2 separate regions of the Anser cygnoides genome follow, and region 2 is linked to region 1. Evidence: chromatin contacts called from public Hi-C data. All regions are on one chromosome and are shown on one strand. The core of a region is the stretch at or near the end of the contact, and the rest is flanking DNA. Distances in the headings are between cores, read along the strand shown. Region 1 overlaps NCOA2 (nuclear receptor coactivator 2). Region 2 overlaps NCOA2 (nuclear receptor coactivator 2).

Region 1 (6,190 bases), core at 1,630-4,129:
GTGATGGTGGTGTGTTTTGTTTACTTAAGAAGTTTTATATTCAACCCCAGCCCCCGTGGATGGTTAGTTGTTCAGTGCCAGTATCATGTCTCTCAGTATATTTCATGTTGCTTCCAGAATTTTTTAGGGTTCTGTGCAAGACTTCTTGCTACTGTGCCAACCAACATAATAATAAACTGTATGTCGTTAGGGCCTGTTCTAAAATGTGTCATCTCATAGCCCGTGCAGACTTCACTTCCAAAAAGCACCATGTTCACGTCACCAGGAATGCTCCCATTTTCAGAGCTTTGCAGGGAAAAGTGACGCTGCAGAAGCAATTTGCCACTTCAATATTGCTGTTTTATTTATAAAACGGGTAATTAGATTACCAATTTTAGTATAAGGCATTTTCTGGGGAGTTTATAACTAGCTAGAATTAATGTTCCTTAGCTTTGTCCTACACTATCAACTCCCAGTTGGTCATTAATCCCTAGGCAGTGCCGCGTGCATGAATCCTTCGTTCTTAAATCATGATCAGATCACACACTGTGTAAACGTTTCATGACTCTCATTTGTGGACACATCCTTCACTTTTAAAATATTATGTATTTTTAATGTGTGGAATAGGTCTGGGCTTGGACATTTTTGTGAATATATTTTATTTTTATTACTTGTGTATATAAATACGTAATTGTTAATATTTTCTATATTGCATCTTGAGGCTGAGGAGGGATATACAAAACTTTCTTAGCCCTATATCACAGCATTGGATTTTCTGGGGTGTTTTTGTTTGCTTGTTTGGTTGGTTTTGTTTGTTTTTACTTTTCCCTTGCAGCAGTCTCTAACCAGTGGGCAGTTCTTTCAACAATGCTCATAATCGCAAAACATAAAGGCCAAACATGCCACTGCAGTGTGGACGAAGCATTGTTAAAATTTTAGTTATCCAAGCATTCTCTAAGGTTGCTTTAATTCTTCCTTTTCTATAGAATTTAACAGGTATTGCCATTATGTAGGAGCAATTGTGGTTTTTAAATTCTTCCTATGCTTTAGGGGGAAAATGAGTCAAATTACGGTAATTTCTGCAGGGATTAATCCTCAAGCCTGGATATTAATTTAGTTCTGAATACAGCTAGTATTTTGTTGCTGCCTGCAGAGGGAGGGCACAGCTTTTCAGTGAGAATTTATACTTTGCTAGGCTAGAAAAAAGTGATATCAGGAAATTCACAGCTAAACTGGCTAGAATAAGCTTTTGAGACAGTCCTCAGTGTCTGATACTGCACGAGAATGTAGAATTTAGTAGTCACCAAAAAAATTACTTCTATGTAAGTAATTGAGAAGATCAAAATCATGGCCTTCAGAAGGTTTACTCTCCAAAAAATAAAAATTTTTAAAGAATTACAATCTTCTCTCTCATGATCTCTGTAGAGTAGACCAAAAATAGCTTAGCTGTGAACCCATTCATAATGGGCAGGTATTATCCCCTCTGGAAAGTAGCTATCTACAATTTAGTTTAAGCTAGTCCTACAAGCTTCTCTTATGGCTGGTGAAAAAGTACATAAATACTTGGTGGGGCAGCATTATGTTTTCCTGATAGGCATTTAAAACAGTGAAGGTAAGCTGCTGTCTAGTGACGTTTCTATTTACTACTGGTAGCCTGGACAGCTGGTTTAAACGAGCTGCCTTACTTTTTAGTGACCAAAGACAGGCAGGTTGTGTCTCACCCTAAATGTAAACGGGTAACTGTAAAGACTAACTTTAAAGAAAGAGGCTTCAGTTTCTTCAAGTATTGCCAACCTCAAACATTTGAAAACTGGGTCCCCAATTTTACGAACTTTTTAAAATGAATAGTCTGTTCATTTTTTATTTTTAGACTTCGTGTTTCTGAGGTCGAGGGAGGGATTTGAGGGGGCTGGAGTATGGACTGTGGATGCATTGCCTTTTCTTAAAGTCTGAAGACCGAGGTTTTCTCCCAGGAGAGAAGGGACTGGAGGTGCTGGAAGGGCCAAGAGCTGTTAAGGAAAACATGAAGCCCTGCAGGAGACGCGCTGGAGTGGTGAGGGCTGGAGAGCTGGGGCTTCCCCAGTGTTGAGGCAAGGAGAAGCCAGTTCCGCAGCTGCCTTGTAAGGCTGCTGGATAATGACAGAGGGGCTTTTGTTGTTCCTGTTGGTTTTAAATAGAGTTTTTAAACCTACTTAAAATGCAGTGAAACCTGGAGCTGAATAAACAAGAGAAATCCAACATGGAGTAGGAGAGGAAATGGTGGGGAATATAAAATAATGTAAGCATTTATCTAGCTGAAGGCCAGGCCTTTAAACAAATAACCACTTTACTCCAATTATAAAATCACTGAAAATATTTAGCATCAAAAACTCTTCGGCTTTGGAAGACGGTCTCCCACAGGAAGTGCTCATTGCCTAAATTTAGATCAAAGCTGGAACTATTTAGTACAAGACTAGAACACAGATTCTTGTGCTAAATTCTTCCATCCTCCTGTGTCCTTTTCCCTCCCCCCCTTCTTCCTCCCATATGTAAAAATTAGCTGTGTGCTTGTGTTACCTATTTTGCAGGTTTATTTAAGACTTCTTCTCCCCGAGGAATGTTGTATTTTTAAGTAATTAGTCACTTGAATGTTCAGTTTCTCTGGAAACTGCCGTGGAACGGCACTGGGATGGCCTCTGCAAGGGCCGTTCGGGGGCAGAAGAGCCATTACGTTTTCTCCTTTTACTTTTGGTGTGACTTTCTGAACAGGAAATGCTTTGAAGTGCACCACCGACCTAAAAATAGCACCCTTCTAGGTAGCGTGTTTAAACATACACTTCTGCAGAGACCAGCAACTGACAGGAAGCCTTTCTCAAATGGCAGAGAATATTTCCAGTGCCTCTGCACCTTTTTCCCTTCCTCGGAGTGGTGATGGTTATCGAGCTCTATCAGGCTGATTGTTATTCCAGTTCAGGCCGCTGTGGAGGAGAGAGGACAAGAGAGAGACCTGCCGGGGAGGCACTGGCAGGAGCAGGACTGCTGCTATCGAGGGGCTCTCCTTGCCCCTTACCTTAGCGGTCGCAATAACTGGATCTCTTTCATCTACTCCATCACAGACTTTAGGAAACAGTTGAGAAACCTGGTTTATCTGAGGCTGCTGTTCTTTGTCAGATCTGCTGGGACTGGCTGACAGCTCGGAGGGCAGCAGAGTGAAAGCATAGGGGAGCATCACAGAAATATCCCGTACTGGACAATGTTGTGTGTTACCTTGCAAAAGAAACATTCTGCTTTGCTGTATTATTTTGTGCTGCAAAACCCTTTTGTAAAATTGGGTGTGCATTTACATTCATGTTTCAGATAAAGAAACCAAGACGTAGAAACTTGACATGACTTACTCTCCGAGAAAGCACTTGGCATAGCATAAAATTAAATCCTTATCTCTAAATGTATTTGCCACTCATTTAGCCAGCAGACAATATAGACAACCTGTTTGTCTGAAAAGAACTTTGTAACGCTACTGTCTCCACCGGTGCTATTCCAGAAATCTTCATAAGCATGTACCTTTTTCTCCCCAGATTCAGAAACTGTTCTGGTGTTCCTCACGCATCTTGTCAACACTGCAGTCCTCTTGTTTTATGTGGAAACTAGTATCTTCCCAATACTAAAATATTTTCTTTACACACATCCTTATCATCCAAAAAGCTATTTCTTAATGTCCAGAATACATTGTATTAATGATGGACACGTGTTTCTTCTTGAAATTCTATCAAAACCCTAGAACGGGGCTTTCATTTTCTGGATAGCTTCTAATTAGAGTTCTAGAAAACAGTTTCCATAAGTTAGTAGTAGATTATCCTTATAATAAAACAGGATGTCTAGCCAACTGTATGTTTACTGCAGTCAGCAGGGAGAAAGAGACTATATTGGTTTCACTTCTGACTTACATTTCCCTCTTTTTAATCCTTTAATTTGTGGCCAATTGGGAGCAGAGATTAGGTTTTTGTTTTTCTTTCATGGCCAAATGTTTTGCCTGTGCCGAGGAGGTAGCTAATGAGCTAATTTGAAACTATACTTGCCTTATATAATCCCCAACTTGTGTCCCCACCTAAAGTCATCCTGTTGTAAGGAAAAAGTCCAAGGGGCCTCTATCGTGTGTGGTTCTAAGGGAAGTGTATACATGTATGAAGTTTGGAATAAAGCCTCGGTGCAAGCCTTGGGCATTGCCCATGGTGGAAAAGAGCTCTCCAGAGGGTGCAGGGTTTAGGACACATCCAGGCCTAAATCCACGGAAAGATCCCCTCAGTGGAATCTAGACTCTCACATGGCAACATCTGGAAACCAAACTTCATGCTTAGGTGTAACTGTACGTCAGTAGTGCTGAAAGAATTTTATTAATATTTGATTCCACCTCCTCTCTGTGATGGTGATAAGCACTTCAAAAGTCGGCAATTTTTCAAATAGAAAAATATTTTCAAGCACGATTTGTCTAATGTATTCTAGGACTTAGTTTCTCAGTTCTACTGAGATTGTAATAATTGTGTTGCTTAGAGTTAGCACAAGAACGTTCTTGTGCTCCTTTGCACTTTATCAGAAATATATATATATTTTAATTCATGACAAATAATTGTTTTAGAGGGAGTTTAGGGTGTGCCTTTTATTTACATAAAGTTCAATTTAGGCCATTAGCAAAATAAATATAGTGTATAAATAAAAGAAAAATCCCATGAAACTAACCAAGTACGGATTTTAACACTAGTTTCTGCACATATGGTGCCATCTGAGGGTGGGTCTGGAAAGTCTTAGGCTAACATCATAGCTAAAACTAACTTGGAGCTTTTGCAACTGTTGAGAACCCTCATCTCATCAAAAAATAAATAAAATAAAATATTTGATATTGATTATATTAAAGTAAAAAAAAAAGTTATGTTTTTTTGTTGTTGTTAAAATTGTTAAAATACATCTGTTTTATTTGGCCTTTCTTTGGCACTTCCTGAGGGGAATTAAAAGCATCTTGGGGATTGCAGTTTTCTGACACATTTGGATCAATATGTTCTTCTCTGTTTGTTTGTTGTTTTTTTTTTTTTATGTCTGATGTTTAAAGAAATAAATGCAGTAGCCAGAATGTTTAAAAAAAAGAGACACAAAGTCCCGCACATAACCAAAGGAAAAAACCCTGCAACATATAAAAACTTCCCTCACTGTTTTCTAAAATATGTTTAATGAAGGCCATATGTCTTAATTCCCCCAAAGAGTATTGAATCATCCTTTTATAATTCATGATACTCTACATCAGTCTCCTCTACTGGCTCTTGCAAGCTTCTTTTACCAGCTCTCCCAGTGCTCAAAATGCAGCTTCTGTAAACATCTCTTGACTGTCTCTTGGAGTGCCTTTTTGAATCTGCTTATCACCTGTCTGCTTAATGATTTAGGCTTCTTCTAATGACATTCAATTCCTCCTGGCTCGACCTTTTCTGTTGGTGTGCTGTGTCAACCAAACTGCTTGTGCAAGCCTGGAAGGTAGCGAGGCAGCGTAGGGATTTGTCAAGAGCAGGCAATGTCAGACCCATTTATTTTCCTTCTGCAACAGGGTAACAGGCTTTTTGGCTGAAGAGAAGCAGTGTATGCTATGTGTCTTGATTTTAGCAAAGCTTTTTGGCACTGTTACACGTGGTATTCTCGTAAGCAGATCAGAGATGCATGGTCAAGATGAAACTGCTGTGAGTGGGTAGGAAGCTGCCTGGAAATCCTTACACACAAAGTAGTTATTTAAGGATTCACTGTCATAATGGAGGTACTGCAGACGTTTGGGCAGCATCTGGAGGTATTCAGTATTTTTGTTAACCTAAATGACCTGATGCTAGAATACTAGTGCACTTAGTAAAGGCTGCAGGTGATACTTGCATGCCTGCAAATACTTTGGAGGACAACTTTATTTGGAGGAATTCAACTTATTTGCAACTAGGAGATATGTTGGAAAATTCTTAGGAGAATATTCAGGATGAACAAATGCAATAATGATAAACGAGAATCACTAATGTCATGTAATGAAAAAAAAAATCACAGGCTTTTCTGGAACATTCCATCAAATGTGTAAACTTTCTGCTTTACTCAGCAGTTGCAAGGCTTCCTCTTAAGTACTGTTCTGGACAATGCACTGCAACAAGAGTGTGGACCATCTGAAGGCAGGCTACAGGAGCATCAAGAATTGTAAGAGGTCTTGAAAATAGGCTAT
Region 2 (6,190 bases), core at 1,815-4,314, 74 kb before region 1:
GAGAATACTCAGCTTATGAAAATAGTATATAACTTGATGGATAGTATTTTACAGTGAAGAGATGTCCCTCTTGAAAGGATGTGTAACTACTTGGGTTCAGATCTTGTGTATTTTTACTCTGGTGAGACTCCTACCTAGCAATATTCTTGTATATTTGTTACTGCAATGTTTTGGTTCTTCTCTTCAGTAATTAAGTGGTGTTCTCAGGGCTTCTCCCAACTTTTGGTCGTAAGAGCTTTCCTTTTTTCTTTCAATTCTCTTTTCTGTTTTAGATAGAGTTCTTTCATCTTCCTACAGTAAGAAAAATTACAGAGTTCAGTAGAAGTAGTGAAACTTTAAAATTTTAAAAATTTTAAATTAATATTCTGTCATTCTTGTTAATAAGGGACAAAAAATGTCAGAAAAAAAATCAGCAAATTTTTAAGGACATGGGGATTTATTCAAGTATTAAGTGCACAAATAGATCAAAGATCTACTGTGTCTAGAAGTTAAAGATTTTAGACAGGAATGATGATTGTTGAGAATCGAGCAACTTTTCTGAGTGTATTTGCAGAACAGAGCCATGTAAGAATCTCCAAGTGCAGACACTGATTTAGAAGCACATACTTTGTGCGTTTTGCTTTTGATTCTATGTGTATGTCCAGACGTGGTCATTTCTGAATTGAGTAGATTGTTGGTAACAAAGCACAAAAGCAGTAAAATTAGCTGACGGATGCCAGCATATCAGCCTTGCTTTAGGAGTTGCTAAGCAAAATCCTGTGGTCTTTGCTATACAAGAGGTAAGATAGACCATTTTGGCCTTACATTCTATTTTGGTTTATTTATAGGGGTAATTTTTATTCTTTTGTTTGTTTGGTTTGGTTTTGTTTTATTTTAAGTAAATGATTGTGATTACATAACAATTTGAACTTTGTGAACATATTTTAGCTTATGGACTGAAATGGACTTAGAAATGATTTAATGTTATTAATTTGATTATTCACTGTTATATATTACTTAATTGATATTTTCGGTGGAAAGGGCTTGCTCTTGTTCTCTGTTACATTTACGAAGGGTTTAGCATGTAAGAGTTAAACATGAGACAGCTATGCAACTATTCATGAGTGTTGACTTGTCCTTGGAGATAGAATGCACTTGAATAAATACTCAATTACAAGAAAAAATTAAAGGATCACAAATCTATCACAATTCATAGACTACAGTAAAATAAATGTCCTTGAAAATGTATCTCTTTACATTTATCTCCTACTAGAATATATATGCAGTCTGTTTGCCTGTTTTCCTTTGAAAACTGTCTAGAAAAATCCACCATAGGTGCATTTAAATATTGTGATGCTTCTTTTAGGCAATAAAAGGCTGGTTAGTATAAGCAGCTGTCTGGTTTGGGCCATCTAAATTAGCTTTCTGTGAAATTATAATAAGGTCAAATATTTATTTTTAGCCTCATTTCCTATGGAAACAAGGCTCATAAGGTCATACCATGCACTTGTATACATGCACACATGTTGGTCCTTCATCTTCCCTCAGTAGCTCTTGAACCTGTTGGTGATTTTGGTCAAATCTTTCAGCAAAGTGTAGAGGTCTCAAAATGCAGAACCCACAGGCTCTGTGAAAACAGGTAGCTGAATATAGGTGGGAGCACCTAAAGGTGTCCTGACAGAGGGAAATAGCATGAAATACTCTTGTTAGTGGCCTATGAATCCTAGGAATGGGTAAATACATTTTTTTTATAGATGTCCCAGCTGTGGAAAAAGTTTCTTTCAAAGCTTTCACTGTTCCAGACACCAAAGTCAACCAACGAAGAGCTGTAAATCTGTGGGAGATGAGGCTTTATTAATTCTGTTGCTCATGGGACTACTTATGTAAATATTTTAATAATGATATCACCAACATAAATATCTTCATGCAATCTATTTTTGCATATTCAATTTTTAAGTTAAATAGATGGGAATCCTCTTGTGAAAATCTTAATTTTCAAAGACAGATTTTGTTTTCACTGTGAATATTAGTTGAAATGTCCACAGAGCTTCTTCTCCCCATTAGGACAAACTGAGCAGTTGCTTTGCCCTCCTTTTAAAACTACAGGTACAATAAATGCTTTCCGGCCATGTTTTGCATGTGGTTCCGAATTGCAAATAGCCAGAAATGCCGGAGTGTTTTACGGGGAAAATTCAGTACAGTTGCTGTGCTCCAAGGGAGTTCACGGGGAAGAACAATATCTATACAGTATGCTTACTGAATATGGAAATAATAATAATAATTATTAAGCTAACCAACAAGAGGTGTATTCTTAATAAAACGTGTGGGTTGTTTTTTCTTCGGTGTAATCATATGACTGTATAATACAAAAATTGCTTTGAGAGTGGGTCAAAGATTACACATAGCAAAGACTCCTGTGATTGGTTATGAACAAGTGAAAATACTGTAAACTTTTGACCCGGCAGCAGCAAATGGAACTGTGTAAAGCACCTACAGATGGCAGGATTTAACATATAGTCGGTCTCTCGCCCTTTCACAGCAATTACGATCATATTACACCGGGCACAGAGGGGAAGTCGCTTTGTAACTGTAACACAGTGCGTCTTTGAAAGTTTTGCATATGCAGTTGCATGTTTCATTTTGGTACAGCCATCAATTAGCTTAGCAAAAAGAATTCAACTTTTGTCGTTCTTGTTTGGCTTAATTTCCTGACTACCGTGCCAAGTTGGTTTTGAACAAAAAAATCATTTGACCGTTCTGAATAATTTTGATAATTCAGACTGCAGGGTATTTATTGCTAAGCCTTAAAGACGTGGTGAAAGTTTTATGTCATTCTGCTGCTGACTTGGGGATGAAGGGATGAGGAAGTGCGACTTCAGAGAGAGATCTGGGAAACAGCACTACCAATAAGCTCATTCAGTTCTCCTGTTGTTCTCAATGCAGGCATTTTCTCGTTCGAGTTTTGAGTTTACAAAACCTAAACAGCAAGAAGACCAATGGATAAACTGTGTTTATTCATCTGACAAAAAAATAAGGCATTTAGACCATTTGGCAGGTTTGGGTTTCTTTTGTGCCCATGAAATCACAGATTAGATAAAGTGAAAAGAGTCTTGTGAATTAGAGACTAACAATTGCCATTTTCCTGTGAACTTTGTCAGTTAACAAAATCAGAAGTCCGGTTGCATTTTTGGCACAGAGAACTGGTTATGAAGTCATCCAAGCATATTTCGTGTAACCCAGTGCCTTTCAGGGAACTGATCAAAGTGGGGGGTTGTTTGCCTGTCTGTGTGCAGGCTTCTCCCGTGTTTGGTTTTATTTGTCACACTTCAACACATCGGCAGTCAGAAAAAAAAGTCCGACTTGTAGAAGGCACGCTTCTATATTTGTGATGCAGCCACTATCTTCCTTTCCGTCTCTTCGATTTGCCTCCTGGCCTGTAATCCGATGCGTGTGCCAGATGTGGGGAGGTGGAGCGAGAGCACTCCAAGCTTTTAGACCATTTCATGGAGGGGGTTATTTTATTATAACTGTGGTTCACAAAAAATTTGCCTTTGGTTTTCCAGGATGACTTTTACGGAGAGTGGAAATTGCAAGCATATGGTAATAAGATAAATAAGGTAATGAAATATGCTTTTTGGAGGAAGGAAGAAATTTCAAATACAGATAAAATAAAGGTGTTTCTTTTTCTCCTTCATTTTTATTTTTTTTTTCTTCATGTTGAAGCTTGCACTGTACATTGACTGCTGGGTTTAATTCCATTTCTTTTTGGAGACAAATGTATTCACTTCAGCCATGCCTGTACCTGCAGCAAAGAGCTGCTGATGAAAGCTTTAAGGCACTTAAATGGCTCAGTGACTGCTACCACATGAGTTTGATTGATTTGGTCACACAAGATTTTGAAACTTTCTAGTTTGTTAAAATACAGTGTAACGAATCCTACTCTTCTCAAATGCCAAGCAGCAAACCTTATTGTAGACTAATTTTTCTACAGATTTTTAATAACCCTTCCAAACCTCTCCCTCCCCCCAAAAAAAAACAAAGAACTTGGGCATTTAAAAATCCCACCCGTATATTTTCCTCTTATGCCAATGGGCAGATATCCATGTTTGAGCCACACTCAAAATTTGCCCGGAGCCATTGAAGCAGCAACCTCTCGGAGGAGGCTGGAGCACATCAGTGCTGCCCCGTGCTTCCTGCACAGCCTGGGGTCTGTTGGGAGTTACCCATCAGACCTCAACGAAAAATTCAATGAGTAATCTTGATCTTAAAGGTAGTAGCGTAATTCGTAATTCTTCAATGTGTGTCTCTGTTGCGTTAATGACTTGGATGAATTTGTTGTTTGCATGGAAGCTATTCCACCCGAAAATAGGGGCTATTATTGCCAGATTTCTACCTAATAAATTCCATTTTCAGGTAGGTATTCTGGATTTGTTCTGCTTTGGAGATGCAAAACCGAAATCTAACTTGATAGGGAAAAATGTTCCTAATGTATGGAGTAGAAAGGAAAATTAATTAAGAAGATGGGTTTCATACTTGAGAAAGGAAGCTATTTTATCTACTTATGTTCTTTCATCTTCTTTTTGAAGCACAAGAAGGTATTGAAACGTTATTACTGAAATTGTACTATTGAAACTTTATAGAAATATTGTGGGATTATTTCCATAGTTTCACTGATTAAAACAGAAATCTAAATGAAGGACACTTACACAACTATTTTGTAAATAATAGACTAACCAGTTTTATATTGCAGTAACTGAAACATCTCCAACAATTACATCTACTTAATAAATATGCTATGTGCTTCTATAAAATGTAAAACATGTTAGCACATTGACCAGTCCAAGGGATATATTAAACCTTTAACAAGTGACACACGCTTTATAGTGCCATTTTTTTTTGTTCTTGTTTTTGTTTTTGTTTGTTTTTTAATTCTGATCATTATTTCCACAGTATAACAGAGGTGCTTACATTTCTTAATCATTGATGGAAATAAAAGAGTTAAAATGACTCTTCTAGTATCACTCAAGTCTGAGTACGAAGGTTTCCATTATAAGTTGAACAAAAAGTTCTTATCTACACTTTGGTAAGTAGGTGAAACTCCTGTGTACTGTATTAGTAAGCATAGTTTCCTTTCACTGTTATCTAAATATCTAATTTAGTTTTCCTTTATACTCACTCTGAAAAAACAACCTACAAAAGCTATCATTTCTTAGACTGCATCTTGCATACAGATAGCATAAAGCATGATGTGCTTTCCTCCTTTCTCCTCCCAAAAGATAAATTTCCCAACCTGGTGAAATATTTTCCTTATTGTCCTGTACTGAAGCATAGCTTACCTGCATCAGTACTTACCTGGTCTAATGCAGATTTTAAAGTTGTGCTGCAAAAGAGCACTATCACTGCTGTATCAGTAATATTTAGGTCACCACAAGTGAATTATTCTCACAAGGATATTCTGGATATTGAAATGGTTTTAAACTGTCATTTAACCATTGAAAAATCTTTACAAATAAATTAGCACATAGATGCTATTTGTGTGCTGCACACCAAGCTAAGCGCTGGCTGAATAACTTCAGGATAATAGTAGTAATTTGCCCATTTAAATCTAGCTAAAAGAACTTTTGTTCCTGATAGATTTAATTTATTAGTGGAATAGTAGGTAGACAAAGTGCAGATTTAGATTTTTTTTTTATTTTTTTTTTTCACATAAAGCACCAAAAATAAGGTGAGATACTTATTACAAGGAAGGAACTGCTGAATTTGGCTCCCTTCATTTGTAAACCAGGTAGGAACACAGAAAATGTTGAGTCATGAAGGTGTGGGATCTGATATTTTCTCTTCAACCAACTGCTCACGTAAGCTGGAGAGGTCACCACCTTTGGGCAACATACGTGATACAACAAACATCTCAAAAATGAAAAAAATGATGATTTGACACTTACTTTCCATGTAAGTGGGAATTAGCTCGATGCTAATTTAGCAGAAGAGGGGGAAATTGGAGTGTGATTCCTGGGGTCCGTGTTAGCTCAGGTGACAGTTTTGACCTCGTGACAGTCAATCCCGAGGCACAGCAAGAGCAATATTAGTGTGCAGATTAGGGAAAGCTGATTGGCGAAAGCAGTGCCCATGTTTGCAGACGTGACCACTTAAAGCTAATAAGATTATAATAATTTACATAGTATCTACTTAAGCACAGGTGGTGAAAGTAGTA

Evidence for each region. A called contact is a pair of places that touch in the nucleus more often than the background predicts.
Region 2: a Hi-C map of liver shows a contact between it and region 1, with 3 times the contacts expected there. The contact joins two enhancer-like sites. A contact is called at or near these places in 2 of 7 Hi-C or Micro-C datasets (both in liver).

Annotation. Positions count from the first base shown.
Region 1 is chr2:128,652,585-128,658,774 of Taihu_goose_T2T_genome, reverse strand. All of the region lies in intron 12 of NCOA2 (nuclear receptor coactivator 2), which reads left to right. Among named protein-coding and RNA genes, the nearest start is that of PRDM14, 47 kb to the right of the region's middle. Within about 2 kb of position 2,879, at least 1 of the 3 cell types and tissues checked has open chromatin away from gene starts, as enhancers often do. A contact at or near this core is called in liver, where this site is marked.
Region 2 is chr2:128,726,640-128,732,829 of Taihu_goose_T2T_genome, reverse strand. The region is part of intron 3 of NCOA2 (nuclear receptor coactivator 2); the gene reads left to right. Among named protein-coding and RNA genes, the nearest start is that of NCOA2, 89 kb to the left of the region's middle. Within about 2 kb of position 3,064, at least 1 of the 3 cell types and tissues checked has open chromatin away from gene starts, as enhancers often do. A contact at or near this core is called in liver, where this site is marked.